Regions from separate parts of the Mustela erminea genome. Here region 1 is linked to region 2. Evidence: chromatin contacts called from public Hi-C data. All regions are on one chromosome and are shown on one strand. Each heading gives the region's core, a stretch centred on a gene start, on an enhancer-like site or on the middle of the called end of the contact. The rest is flanking DNA. Distances are from core to core; before and after follow the strand shown.

Region 1 (7,739 bases), core at 1,139-3,638, 180 kb before region 2:
AACACCCAGTGCTCATTACACCCCCATGCCCTCCTTAATGCCCGTCACCAGAAAGTGTGCCCATTCTGGCCAACACACCCCTACCCCCAGTTAATCTCCTTGTGTTCTTTGCCCCCTTGCCCATAGCCCTTACGCATAGCTTTTCCGGTGGTTTCTGCATCTACATTGCAACCCTCAGATTCCAAACCAGAGTGGCAAAAGAAGGGTCACACTGGAGACTGAGATTAAGACTCAGGACTAAGAAGACAAAGCGTCAAAATTTAGTCACCTGTGCATCCTCATCTTTGTTATAGGAGATTATGAGAATACAAAAATATGGAAATATTAACTACTAACCTTAAAAATAAAAGTTGTTACTTTCCCCATGGAAGTGGATTCGGGAATAGCAGAGAATTGCAGTTTGGGACACGCAAGCTACGGCAAGACCACAGGCAAGTCCAACACACAAAGGAGAGGAACGTGGTTTTGTGGACAAGGAGGAAGTTGGGAGGGCTGTTCTGAAGCAAAATCCACTGGAGAAACACAGGAGTTCAGGGTGGTGGTGGTTTGTCCCTGGCCGCACTGCCAGGGAGCTCACTTCTGTAGGACATGCAATGTCCACCTTTCCCTGTGGGGGCCTGGAATTTGGGATCCTTCCCTGGGGAGGGTTCTTCTGTTGGGTCTGTGATTGACCTTGAGTGGCGCGGCTCCCTCTCCCCTTCTGCACCCAGAATCCACTCTGGTGAGGTTTCCCTTTACTGATTTTAACAAGCACGACCTTTAAAAAGTTTTTATTTTGAAATAATTACAAGATAGTACAAGGAACTCTTGTATATTCTTCATCCAGATTCACAATTTGTTAACATTTATATTTGCTTTATTAATCTCATTCTCCAATGAACCATTTGAGATCAAATTGAGATCTGCCCCTTGACCTCTAAATACTTCAATGTGTATTTCCTAAGAATAAGGACATTCTCTTCCAAGAGCACAATAAAATTAACCAAATCAAAAAAATGTATTGATTACAATACTATCTAATATATAACCCATATTCAAATTTTGCCTATTGTCACAATGTTCTTTTTAGCTATTTTTCCTAATCCAGGATCCAATTCAAGATCACCTATGAATGTAGCTGTCTTACCTCCTTAGCCTCTTTTAATCTGACACAAATCCTTAGTCTTTGTCTTTCATGACAGTAATGTTTTTGAAGAGCATGGAACAATTAATCAGATCTGCCTGCCTCAAATAAAGGTATGCTTGCTTTTTTCTTTTTTTCAGGAGTACTATCTTGTGTCACGTTCTTTTCATATCCTATCAGAAGGTACATGATGTTCATCCCTCTCAAAACGCCTGATATTAGTGTTAGTGACTTGATCACGGCAGTTGTCCACCCAACTTCTCTACTGCAAACTTATTTATTTTTGTAATTAACATGTAATTTATGAAGAGTTATTTTGAGACTACCTAAATTTTACGTTCCACGTCATACCTTTATATACCTCCTTATAGCATTTTTTAATGACTCTTGCCTAAATCAACGTTTACATTGAGATACAATGCGCAAGGTGTACAACCACTTTTAACATACTGCTTTTAGGGTACTCACAAGGTTGTGCACCCACGCTATCTAACCCGGAAGCATCTTCACCCCGGCAGGATGCCTCTCCCTCCACTCTGCAGGTGCCTCCGCCCTAACCACTCCTCCCACCCTCCGCTTCACCACCCCAGGAGGACCCTAGCCCCAGAACAGGGCACCGCTCGCTCTTTCCACCCCCAGCAGGGCTCCTCTCCTTGCCCCACCTCCCTCCCCCAGCAGGACCCCGGCCGCCCAGCTCCCCTCCTTACTCTCCATCCCCCAGCAGAACCCTGGGGTCGCAGCAGGACGCCCCTCCCTCCCTCCAGCCCCGGAGCCCGAAAACCGCCCCTCCGCCCTCCGCGCACTTGACGGCTGCAGACGTCCCCAGATCAATGTTGTCCTCTGGGTCTGGCTTCTTTCTTTTAATAGGAAGTTTTCAAGGTCCCTGTACACCGTGGCTTTAGTCAGTACTTCACTCCTCGTCATTCGCTTAAAGGGACCATTACCTCATTCTCCACAAACGACGACGAGTCCACACCCGCGAGGCAACACTACTCTCCCCGCCCCGTGTCAGGAGGCGCGCCAAGAAAATCGCGCCGGCGGACTGCACTCTAACCGACCGGGCTCCCTCGCCCTCCGGTCCCTGCCGGCCTCGGGTCAGAGGGCCTCCAAAGGTCGGCTTCCCGGGAAAAACAGCCCCAGGCCGCACCGCCACGGGGACCAACCGCAACTCAAGCGAATCCCGCCGCCAGCCACCGCGCAGGCTCCACCCCTCCGGGGCCCCGCCCCGCGGCCCGAGGCGGAAGTGACGCACCGGAAGCGCCCTAGTTCCCCTTGCTGCGGGGGGGAAGAAATCAAACCCCCAAGATGGCGGCGGCGTCGGAGGAGCGGATGGCTGAGGAAGGAGGCGGCGGCCACGGCGACGGCGGCCCCTCTTCGGCCATCGGCTCTACCCAGCGACTGCCCCCCCCGCCCCCGCCCCCGGCCCCGCAGCCGGGCTCCCAGGCGCCCCCAGCCCAGGCGCTGGCTCCCGACCAGCTGCCTCAAAACAACACGCTGGTGGCGCTGCCCATCGTAGCCATCGAGAACATCCTCAGCTTTATGTCCTACGACGAAATTAGCCAGCTCCGCCTGGTGAGGCCCCCGCGGGACCCCCGCCGCCCCCTCCGCCGGCCGAGGTCTGGGGAGGGGCGGAGAGGGGAGCGCGTCCCCCGGGGAGGGAGCCGCAGCCGGCTCCAGGACGCGGAGTCCCGGCGCCGGGCGGCGGGGTCATCCCCCCTCCCCTTCCTGCCGCGGAGCTAGGGGGCTCGCTGCCCCGGCCCGGAAGCGGGGCGGCGGCGGGAGTTGGGGCGTCCCAGCGCCGCCGGGCCCGAGCGCCGGCTCCGCGGCTCGGGTCGCAGCCTTTTGTGCACCAGCGTCCAGTCCCCGGCCGGGCCCAGCCAGGTTTGGTCGGTCCGCAGGAATCACGCACTGTGTCCCCACTTCCCCCCCAACCCCGACCTAGGTTTCCCGGTTGGAGAAGATGAAGTAGGGTCGGGGAGGCCTCCACAAACCCGGTGGGGGCTCAGAGGGGCGTGAACGCCATTTGGTGGCCCCAGCTCCCCAGGTGACCAGTAAAGTAGAGCCCACCGAGAGCGCGTCCGGCTCGGCCTCGCCCCGACACTTCCCACCCTCGGGGAGCACCTCGCCCCTGGACAGGGTTGGTTTCTCTTGCAGTTCATTTTCTAACTAGTGACTTACGCCCACCCGCCAGCTTCAAATCACAGTAGTTCAAGTGATTTATAGAAAGGAGGAATTTACCTCGCTCCACACCGTGGACTGAAGGTTTGATGAATGTCTTAGTTCAGTTAAGATCTTTGGCTTCCTGTCGGGGAATTTATCCTTTAAGTGGGAAGGAAATTGAAGGAGGTGGACATTTTGAAGGGACTCTGTGCCGACTCTGTGTAGGAGCTCAATCTGTGCTTGGGATTGTTTTTAAGAGGACAAAGACATATTTCTGAATGTAGTGTGTACAGCATTTTCTCGTTCGTGTGCCACATTTTAGGTTTACACCTCCAGTTTAAATTTGATTCTAATTGCGTTTTGGAAGGGAAATCATACTTTTTAAAGAAAGTTTATTAATTTTGATTCAAACTGATGACCAGGTTTCTCTTTTCTAGTCAGCCCAGCAGTTCTACCACGCCAGTCTGCAGAATGGAAGATACTTCAGTTGAAATATCGTTTGTCAAAATTGATTGTCCCTGCATTCCCCAAACATGTCATCCTAGAATTCCGTGTAGAATCTTAAATAGTCCGATTTTTATGAAGGGTGATGTTTGCTCAAGATTCATGCTGTATGTTCACAGTGTCTGGAAATTAGGCATAACGTTTGATTGAATTGAGCCTCTCAGCCAAACAATGGCTTTGTAAAGCTTGGAATATTCACAGTTCTGTTTTGTAAGTGTTGGGGAACACTGGTTTTTTGTTCTTTTGTCAGTCGTTTACCTTTTTAAAAATTAAAAACATTTTTTGGGGGGGAAAACTAGCTTCTTAGGACATCCCACTGTTTATTAATGAATGACATCTCTTTCAAGTGAAATACTCAGTTGCGTTCTTAATTTTAAAGCAGTCATCTCTTCTAGACTTTTAGGGTACAGATTTGTGGTTTCAAACAGGTTTTTCATAAGGAGCCCCTTACCATCCCCTGTACCCCCCCCCAAAGATTCTTAAGTCAATTTTATGTCCTAGAGAGGGTCTTTCCCCTCTGGTTTAGTAATGAGGAACTATTTTCTTATTCTTTTGTTTGCTTAAGGTTAATAGATAATTTGTAGATTAAGTGGATAATCTTTTGTGGCTATTTGGAAATGTCTTTGGTTTCAGATTGATCCGCTTGGGGTCATAAGGTACAATTCAGGTAGCATTATAAAAGAAAGATTTTTTTCTTGCCACTAGATGTCAGCATTAATTTAATTGTGGTCTCTTAATGACATTGGCAGGGTAGAAACAGTGCCTGCTTCGTGCTTTCCTTATATCTAAAGGGCTCTTTGCCAGAAAAAATCAAGGAACATTAGTATGTATGCTGCTATCTGGAGTACACGTTACTCCAGCTCCTTTCATTTTAAGTTTGTTTGTTTGTTTGTTTTTAGTGGGATTAGGCTGGATATGCTTGGAAGAGAGTGATACTAATTAAGAATAGAATTAGTTTCCATAACGCTAAATGTCAGCAGCTCAGTGGTTGATGAACTAGTGTATGTATTGTTTGGATGTTTCAGGTTTTTTTTTTCTCTCTGGTTTACTTATTAGGGACTCAGTTGTCACTGTGGTTAGCACCTAAATTAGAAGACAGACACATAAGCCATGTACTCATTACTCTGTATTTTCTTTAAAAGATGTGCTCTTGGTTGAGATTGCTAAAATAACATTTTTCAGTTGTTTGTGCAGTTTAGTTGATGATAGTCTTTGCTTCCTGTTGCCATGAATAATTGAAATGTGACTCTCCATTTCTTTCCAAGGGATTATCCAAATGCCTTATTGAATTGTTGGTTTGTTTGTTCATTTTTCCTGCCATTGATGCTCCAAAAATGTATCCAGAGCCTAGAAATCTTGATTACACAGAAATAATGCTTTAAATACTTAACTCTTCCAATGTATTTAAAATTATTTGATGGAACACAGCTTTTGAAGTGATAAAACTTGTACTTTGAGTTGTTTTTTCAGTAAATCAGACAAATTTGTGCTGATACAGCGTTAGACTGTCACCTAGGCCCTCTTGATAGGGTGAGAGTTTTTGAAACACGTGGCAAAGGTTAAGAAGTGAGGTCCTACCCCCAGTTCAGGAGTGTATCTAAGCCAAGTTTGAGCGTTTGACTTTGATTTGTGAGCATAGTGTTCTCACTCACTGAAATATGAATGTGGAAGGCTTTTTAAAAGCTGTTTTAGAGGTATCCTATGAAATTTTTTCCTGTATGGTTTGAGCTTCTATAAATTTAATGGAATCCTATTAGTAGTTCAGGACATAAATATGACTGAAGGTTAAATTCAGAAGTCTTGCTCATTATGTGGAATGAAATTTTCTGGTAGGTAACAAAATACCTATATACTTTCATCCTGAGACACTTCAGAGCACTGTAGCTAGTTAAATTTGTTACCCATTTATAGTTCCTTTTATATCTTTTGTTCAAACATGTTAGAAAATTTTAGAGAACGTTGATTGGTAAGAAAATGAGAAACCATTAACTCCTTTTTTAATAGGCATGCTGTCTTCCTTACATCTCTTGCTGTGTGCCAGTAGTTTTCAATTTTTTTTTTAAGATTTTATTTATTTATTTGAGAGAGAGACAGTGAGAGAGAACATGAGCGAGGAGAAGGTCAGAGGGAGAAGCAGACTCCCCATGGAGCTGGGAGCCCAATGTGGGACTCGATCCCGGGACTCCAGGATCATGACCTGAGCCGAAGGCAGTCGTCCAACCAACTGAGCCACCCAGGCGCCCCAATTTTTTTTTTTTTAAACCTCAGGACATCTTTATACTGTTAAGTTACTGAAGACCCTAAGAGCTTACCTTAGAAAATTCTAGAAGACGCAGGAAGAGACAGTATATTCTTCATTAGTTGCCAGAAAATTGTTGTCATGTGTTGTGTTGCCACTGGAAAAGTCCATTGTATATTATGGAGGAATGAGAGTAGAAGTGGCAAATAACGTCTTCGTATTATGAAACTAGTTTGGCCCCACAGACTCTCAAAAGGATCTTGGGAATCCCAGGGGTCCCTAGACCACACTTTGAGAACCACAGCTTGCTCTTTCTTTCTTTTTTTTTTTTTTAAATGATTTTATTTATTTATTTGACAGACAGGGATCACAAGCAGGCAGAGAGGCCGGCAGAGAGAGAGGAGAAAGCAGGCTCCCCTCGGAGCAGAGAGCCCGATGTGGGGCTCGATCCTAGGACAGTGGGAACATGACCTGAGCTGGAGGCAGAGGCTTAACCCAGAATGTCTTTTTAATCTAGAACATTCTCCCTACTTTTTTCATTCCTCGTGCAGTTGGCTTTTCGAAGAATCAGGGCAGGTGGGTTATAAAATGTTCTACAGTGCAGATTTGTCTCATTGCTTCCTCATAATTGACTTCTGATTTTTGAACTTTGGAAGAATTCTAGAAAGATATAGACTAGCACCATCTCTCTAAACTTTAGCAGTGTGATGAGAACACCCCCTAATGTCCTTAAAATCTCATACTGCCTCAGGAAGTCCTACTTGAGACTTGTGCCAACATTTTCTGTAGCAGCAGAGTGTTAGTTGAGACCAATCAGTTGAGAATTGTTAGGATAATTGTTTCACTCTGTAGAGCTGCAGATCACTAAATTTAAAAAGATACTAATTAGAAGCCTGAATTCTTAATTTCATTTTTGCCACTGCATAGTTTGACTTTGTACACGTTACATAATTTCTTAAGGCCTCCATGTTCTCACTGTAAAAAGAAAGGAAAGGTTCTGGTGTCTTAAGTTCTTTCCAGTTTGAGGGTTATTGGTAAGTGGCCTAATCTTTGATAATAGCTTCTGGATTAATTGGAGAAAAGCATCAGGTATTCAATTCATTTGAGAACTGTAAAGCACTAAATAAGGACATGAAAAATCCGAACTTATTACATTTCCTGGATTCTAAGATACAGTATCGTGTTCTAGGATTTTTGAAATCAGAATGCATCTTGATCAATTTGTATGTGTATTCTGGCAGTGCTTCCCCATCCCTCTGAAGAGCTTTTATTGACGTCTTAAAGTCTCTGCAGCATCTTAAACAAAATCAAAGAAGTCCACCCTTTTATATTTTGTAGCCTGTGAGCCCTCTGAAAAAGAAATGCTGCCAATTATTGTAAGACCATTCCAATGTCAAATGTTAAAATCTGGAAAGATATGGATCTTAGAATCAACCGAGATTTGACACTAAGATTAGGTTTCATAGGAAAATTACAGGTTTCACAAATTTATGGCATATGTGTCTTGCGTTGTTAAGTAGGACCATGGTGGCACAAGAAATCAAAAAAGATTCCTAGACAAAGTGAACAAAATATTTCATTACTACTTAGGTTAGAAAATGATGGAAGAGGGTAGACATGGCAATTTAACTCTTCAAATAATTAAAGAAAAACCACATCTCTTCTAATTAGAACAGCAGTAACGGAGGAGCCCAAACTGAATGTCTCCACTGG
Region 2 (6,755 bases), core at 3,012-5,511:
AACCAAGTGAGCCACCCAGGTGCCCCAGCTTCTGGAGTTCTTATATTCAGGCTTGTCCACACTGAGCCTCCAACTTCTTGACAGTTACTGTTCAGGTTTTCCTGCCCCAGTGCTGGTTCCTGGAGTTTTCAGCCTTGGTAAGTTGTAATTTTATCAGTCTGTCTATATCACCTATTTGGAGCAGTGACCTCACTTCTCTCACATATCTAAGATTTTTAGTGTACCTGGCTTTTTGATTGTTGTTAGGACCCAGTGGTAATCTCCAAGCTCTCCTTACAAGCCAGACTGGAAGCCAAAACAGTTCAATTTGGACTTTTATTTATTTTTAATTTTTTAAAAAGATTTTATTTATTTATTTGAGAGAGAGACAGTGAGAGAGAGCATGAGAGGGGAGAAAGTCAGAGGGAGAAGCAGACTGTCCAAGGAGCAGGGAGCCTGATGTGGGACTCGATCCCAGGACTCTGGGATCATGACCTGAACTGAAGGCAGTCACTTAACCAACTGAGCCACCCAGGCACCCCAATTTGGACTTTTATTTATTTATTTATTAAAAGATTTCATTTATTTATTTGACAGAGGGAGAGAGATCACAAGTAGGCAGAGAGGCAGGCACAGAGAGAGGAAGGGAAGCAGGCTCCCCACTGAGCAGAGAGCCCAATGCGAGACTCAATCCCAGGACCCTGAGAACATGACCTGAGCCAAAGGCAGTGGCTTAACCCACTGAGCCACCCAGGCACCCCCAATCTGAACTTTTAAAATAGAACCTATAGGTACGCCTGGTGGCTCAGTGGGTTAAGCCGCTGCCTTCGGCTTCGATCCCAGCATCCTGGGATCGAGTCCCACATTGGGCTCCTTGCTCTGCAGGGAGTCTGCTTCTCCCTCTGCCTCTGCCTGCTACTCTGTCTGCCTGTGCGCTCTCTCTCTCTTTCTGACAAATAAATAAATAAAATCTTTTTAAAAAATTAAAAAAAACATTGAACCTATATTTTTAGGTCCCTGCGCAATGGGGAGCCTGCTTGTCTCTCTCCCTCTGCTGCTCCCCCTGTTTGTGGTCTCTCTGTCAAATAAATAAATAAAATCTTAAAAATAAATAAAATAAATAAAAAATACAACCTATATTTTATTTTTTAACTTTTTTTTTTAAAGTATTTATTGGGGGTGCCTGGGTAGCTCAGTGAGTTAAGCTGCTGCCTTCGGCTCAGGTCATGATCTTGGGGTCCTGGGATCGAGCCCCGCATTGGGCTCTCTGCTCAGCAGGGAGCCTGCTTCCTCCTCTCTCTCTGCCTGCCTCTCTGCCTGCTTGTCATCTCTCTCTGTCAAATAAATAAATAAAATTTTTTTAAAAAGTATTTATTTATTTGACAGAGAGAGACACAGCAAGAGAGGGAACACAAGCACTTTCGGTTTAAAATATAGGTTGGGGGCACCTGGGTGGCTTAGTGGATTAAACCAACTGCCTTCAGCTCGGGTCATGATCCCAGGGTCCTGGGATCGAGCCCCTCATCAGGCTCTCTGCTCAGCAGGGAGCCTGCTTCCTCCTCTCTCTGCCTCTCTGCCTACTTGTGATCACTGTCTGTCAAATAAATAAATAAATAAAATCTTTTTAAAAAATCAAAATAATAAAATATAGGTTGTATTTTGGGGCACCTAGGTGGCTCAGTCATTAGGTGTCTGCCTTTGAGTCAGGTCATAATCCCTGGGTTCTGGGATAGAGCCCTGCATCAGGCTGCCTACATGGTGGGAAAGCTATTTCTCCCTCTCCTGTTTCCCCTGCTTGTGTTACCTTTCTTGCTGTGTCTCTCTCTGTCAAATAAATAAGTAAAATATTAAAAAACATTTAAACCAAAAGTGTTGATCTCTCTCTTTCACACATAGGTGCCTGCACACAAACATGTACACAGATACACACACACACACACACACACCCTACTTATTGTTTTTTAACTCTGATCAATATTCTTCTCTCAAATTTTACTTTCCCCATAATTGACATTGCAATCACGTTTTGAGTTTTCAAGTAGGATGAGACAAAGGCTATCTTAATTAAAACTGGTACCTCTAACCCTTGATGGTGGTACCAGCTTTTTTTTTAGTCAGGATAAAACAACAGTTAAAAAATATGGGATAGCTTGTGTTTTCTGCTCCGTGAGAGGAGTGGGAAATGAGGTTTATGTTTTTAAGAAAATCTGCAGGGGCGCCTGGGTGGCTCAGTGGGTTAAAGCCTCTGCCTTTGGCTCAGGTCATGATCTCGGGGTCCTGGGATTGAGCCCCATGTCGGTCTGTCTGCCCAGCGGGGAGCCAGCTTCTCCCCCACCCCACCTCCTGACTCTCTGCCTACTTGTGATCTATGTCTGTCAAATAAATAAAATATATTTTAAAAATCTGTAATAATTTTAATGAAATCTCTCCTTACAGTCAGTATAGGTCATTCATTTGGCAAACAATTCCGAAACACCAGCTATTTACAGGATGGAAGGTGCTAGGGGGCAAAAATACTAATAAGATTTGTTTCTTTTTTTGCAGTCCAAGGCATGGCTGGCTGGGCATGTCGAGGAGTGTTGTGTGAGCTCTCTAGAGAGGTGTGGACAAGGTGCAGTAGGAGTGTAGTAATAACTGGTGTATAGATAAACTGTTACCTGTCTGCCTGGCTTTAACCTATGGACCCTTAATAATCCTATGAATTTATGCTTTGTCAGGCAAATCCTGTTGGTTTGCCTTCATACTAATTCCCCTAGTCATCTTCTTCTCTCCTAATTGGTATCCTTGCAAACTTGTCCCCCTTTCATACATTTAGTGCACCAAACAGAAGGATGTTTTTAGAATGTAAGTCAGAACAAGGTACTTTTTGTTTTTTTAAGATTTTACTTATTTATTTGAGAGAGAGGGAGAGAGAGAAACAGCGCACGTGAATGAGCAAACATGAGCTGGGGGAGTGGTGGGGGAAGAGAGGCAGACTCCCCGCTGAGCAGCACCCCCACTCCCCCTTCCACCTTCCTTCCACCCCCTACTCCCCTCCAACTCAGGGCTCAGTTGGAGGACCGATATTGTGACCTGAGCCAAAGACAGATGCTTAACCAACTAAGCCACCCAGGTGCCCCTACACCAAGGTACTTTTATACTTAAAACTGTCCAGTGGTTTATCATCACACTAGAATAGAAGTTAAACTCTTTGGGAAGGGTCCCCAAGACCTGTGTGACCTTACCCTGCTCCCTCTGATGTCCTCTCAAAACTCTCACATCCTTCTTCATCCTAGTACAGCCACACTGCCTTCTCTCCTATTCTTCAAGACTACAGTATCTGTGAGCAATAGGGTGTTTGCAAACACTCTGCCTGAAAATCTTCAGGGAGCTGTTCAGGTTTCAAATTAAAAATTCCTCAGCCTGCCTTTCTCTGATGGTTCAGTTGGCAACAGTTTCCCCTCCTCTGTCCTCTTCAAATTACTTATAACTGCCTGTCATTAATACAGTTTGTTGTCCTCTGTCTCCCCCACTGTAATGGGAGCTGCAGGACCGCGAGGACTTTCCCCCTCTTATTCATCATGTATCCCTAAGGTCCAGGAACTGGCATATACAAGCTGCTCAGAAAATATTGGTTGAATGAACGTATTACTTTGCCCTAATGGGCCTTTAAAATGACATTTCCTCTCTATTTGTTCGTTACCTATTTGCCTGTCTTGCCTCGCACTTTCCTGTATCTCGGGTGTAGGGCAGGTCCTGGCATGTCGTGGGGGTAGTAGAGTCAGTAAGTAGTTGTTGAATGAATGGATGAGATGACCTGCAACACCTTCAAAAATCTTACAATCTAGAGTGGAGAGAATCGTTGCTGTCACAGAATAAGCAAGGGGCCGTGAAACCTCCGGAGAAACGGAGATCAGGAAGAGCAAGTCTCAACGTGCGAGCCAAGGATTGTTGCGGAGACACTTGGGCTGCAGGAGGAAAACGTCTTAGCATTGCCAATTCGAGGATCCTGTGGGGCCTGCGCGGAATCCAAAAGAAAAATCGCACACTATAACAAATTGTACCAGGTATGCAGCAGATTACCAGCGTTCAGTAATTGCTTGTTGACTAAGTCTTGTCATAATTTCTGGAACGAATCAGATTGAGGGTAGAGTTCCGCCCTTCCCTCTCGCGGGTGTTGGTGCTGACGAACTACACTTTCCAGCATGCATCAGAACTACGGCGGCCGGGGTGGTTCGCGGGGCGGACTACAATTCCCGGCATGCCGCGCCGTGGCGTCCGCACAACGCGCCCCAGCGGCCTGGGCGAGGGCCTATCAGGGGCGGACGGGCGCGGCGGGCGCCGGAGCCGGTTTGACGGAAGGAGCGGCGGCGGCGGCGGCGGAGGATGGAGGCGGTGGTGTTCGTCTTCTCCCTCCTCGACTGTTGCGCCCTTATCTTCCTCTCGGTGTACTTCGTATCCTTGCCTGAGGCGGGCGGAGGCCGGCCGAGCCCGGCGCCCGGGAGACGGGGCTGAGGCGGGGCCGGGCAGGTGCGCGGGGGCGAGGGCGGCCCGGTCGGGACCGGGACCGGGACCAGGGCGGGGTGGAACGACGGCCCAGCGAGGGAGGGCCGTCGGGAAGCCCGCCATTCCCGCCGCCCCCGCCCCCGCCCCCGCGCACCGGCCCCGCCCCGAGCCGCCGGGCGGCTGGCCTCCCTGGCGGGGCCGCGGGGGACGCTGGGGTCCCGGGCGAGCGGATGCGACGAGCCGGCTCCGGTCTCTGTGGGAGACAGCCACCGCCGCCCTTGTCGTGGCACCGGGGCCTTGGCGGCCTGGCGCCGCCTGGGACGTGGGCGTCGTGCGGGACCGGCCGGGGCGGGGGCCGGGGCAGCCCTCTGCTGGGAACCGTGGGGGGCCGGGTGCCCGTGTGTCTGTGCCGAAACGGCGCGGGCACGGAAGACTTGCTCCTGTGCTGGTCCTCAGACTGGTGTCCAGGCCAGCGCGCGTGAGGGTTGGACCCGCACCCTGCATCCAGTCTTGGTCGTCCCCCAGTGCACCCTCCAGTTTAAGTTTAGGATACTAGGAAACAAACACGGGGAATTGCATGGTTTTTCTTTTTCTTGGAATTCACTCTCAGTGCTTTCTGATGGAAGTAAACTTTTTGCCAGAGCATCCCGGCTTTAGGATGTTTGTAGCGTGAGTTTTCAGCGTGACCTCACGCTGTATTGTAGTCGGGCGGTCCGTTGGAGAGGAGGAGGACAGAATTTGCAGTCAGGACCCCTTGCTTTACTGGATGTTTGCTGTGCACAGTGCTTCACCTCTCTCCGCCTGGGGTTTCTTATCTTTACAAAGGGACTTTTTACTTCCCAGCTCTGGGTGTGTACAAGGGCTCAGCCCTCAGCATGGTGCTTGCCTCCCCCGCCCCACTTCAGCTGCACTTTTTACTTGAACTGATGAATTCTAATGAGGAGAACCTTGAGTTGGCTTTGTTTTGTTTTAAGATTTTTTTTTTTTAAAGATTTTATTTATTTATTTGACAGAGATCAGAAGTAGTCAGAACGGCAGGCAGAGAGAGAGGAAGCAAGCTCCCTGCCGAGCAGAGAGCCAATGTGGGACTCGATCTGATCATGACCTGAGTGGAAGGCAGAGGCCTCAACCCACTGAGCCACGCAGGTGCCCTGTTTTAAGATTTTTAAGTAATCTGTGTAGCAGAAGGCTGGGGCTGGAATTCACAACCCCAAGATCAAGGCTCACATGCTGTACCAATGAGACAGTCAGTCAAGGGAGAACCTTGAGTTTTATTGGGTTTGGTGAACTGAAAGGGCAGAATCACAGGGCCAAGTTTTGACGACCTATGCCCCTCTTGTGGCCTAAGGATCTGGGACTTACAGAGAAATGAAACATGAATTTCTGTGTTTGCAGTTTGGAAACTAGGCTTGATAATTTAAAATGGGCGTGGCTTGTACCAATTTGTGTGTATGGAAAAAACGTTAGGTGGAATATTTGACTTAGACAATCAGGTACATTTAGGGGTGTTTTTGGTTTGTTTTTCTTTTTTCTTTTTTTTAAGATTTTATTTACTTATTTGACAGAGAGAGATCACAAGTAGGCAGAGAGTGGCGGGGAAGCAGGTTCCCTGTTCAGCAGAGAGCCAGATGCAGGGCTCAATCCCAGGACCCTGAGATCATGACCTGAGCCTGAGCTGAAGGCAGAGTCTTAACCCACTAAGCTACCCAGGTGCCCCTAGGGTGTCTTTCGATGAGATTCAGCATATTGCTGTATTTTTGGATAGCTGAACCAGCTTAATTCTAGAGGCAAGAGGTAGAATGGTAGAATATTGTCCAGTAGGGATAGAAGTTTTCCCAGACTTTGAAACATGAAGGAAACGGGTGGAATTCAAAATCAGGCAGGGCAAAGGTGAAGATTCAAGTGTGTTTATGGCATTTCTGGATGACTGGGTTAAGAAAGAGAGACATACTTAATTGAGGTGGTAGTAGAAGGTCAGATGGGAAACGCCGGGTTAGAACAGATTTTGAAGAGTTTGCGTGTTAAGGCGGGAAGGCTTTCACTTTATCCTCTAGCCACTGAATATTTTTCACATGAACAAATGGAGTATTAAGAAGATGAATCTGCAGAGTGGGTTGGAAATGGGAAAGACTGGAAGGTAAACCACTGGGGAATGGGCCCATGTGGATTTGAAATAGTTCTGACTGTGGACAAGTGAAAAGGAGGGATTCCTGGGTGGAGTGAAGAGGAGGGCGTTGCCCAGACCTGCGGGAGGCTGCTTGTAGGACATAAAACAGAGGACAGAGAGAACT

Evidence for each region. Hi-C and Micro-C count contacts between places; a contact is called where the count stands out from the background.
Region 1: a contact with region 2 is called in a Hi-C map of spleen, with 3 times the contacts expected there. The contact joins the promoter of FBXO28 here to the promoter of CNIH4 in region 2. A contact is called at or near these places in 2 of 3 Hi-C or Micro-C datasets (skeletal muscle and spleen).

Annotation. Positions count from the first base shown.
Region 1 is chr17:30,975,312-30,983,050 of mMusErm1.Pri, reverse strand. It overlaps FBXO28 (F-box only protein 28), which reads left to right and starts at 2,388. Exons shown (of 5, transcript XM_032317851.1): 1 at 2,388-2,695. The coding sequence starts at 2,429.
Region 2 is chr17:30,798,185-30,804,939 of mMusErm1.Pri, reverse strand. It overlaps CNIH4 (protein cornichon homolog 4), which reads left to right and starts at 4,261. Exons shown (of 5, transcript XM_032319106.1): 1 at 4,261-4,413. The coding sequence starts at 4,345.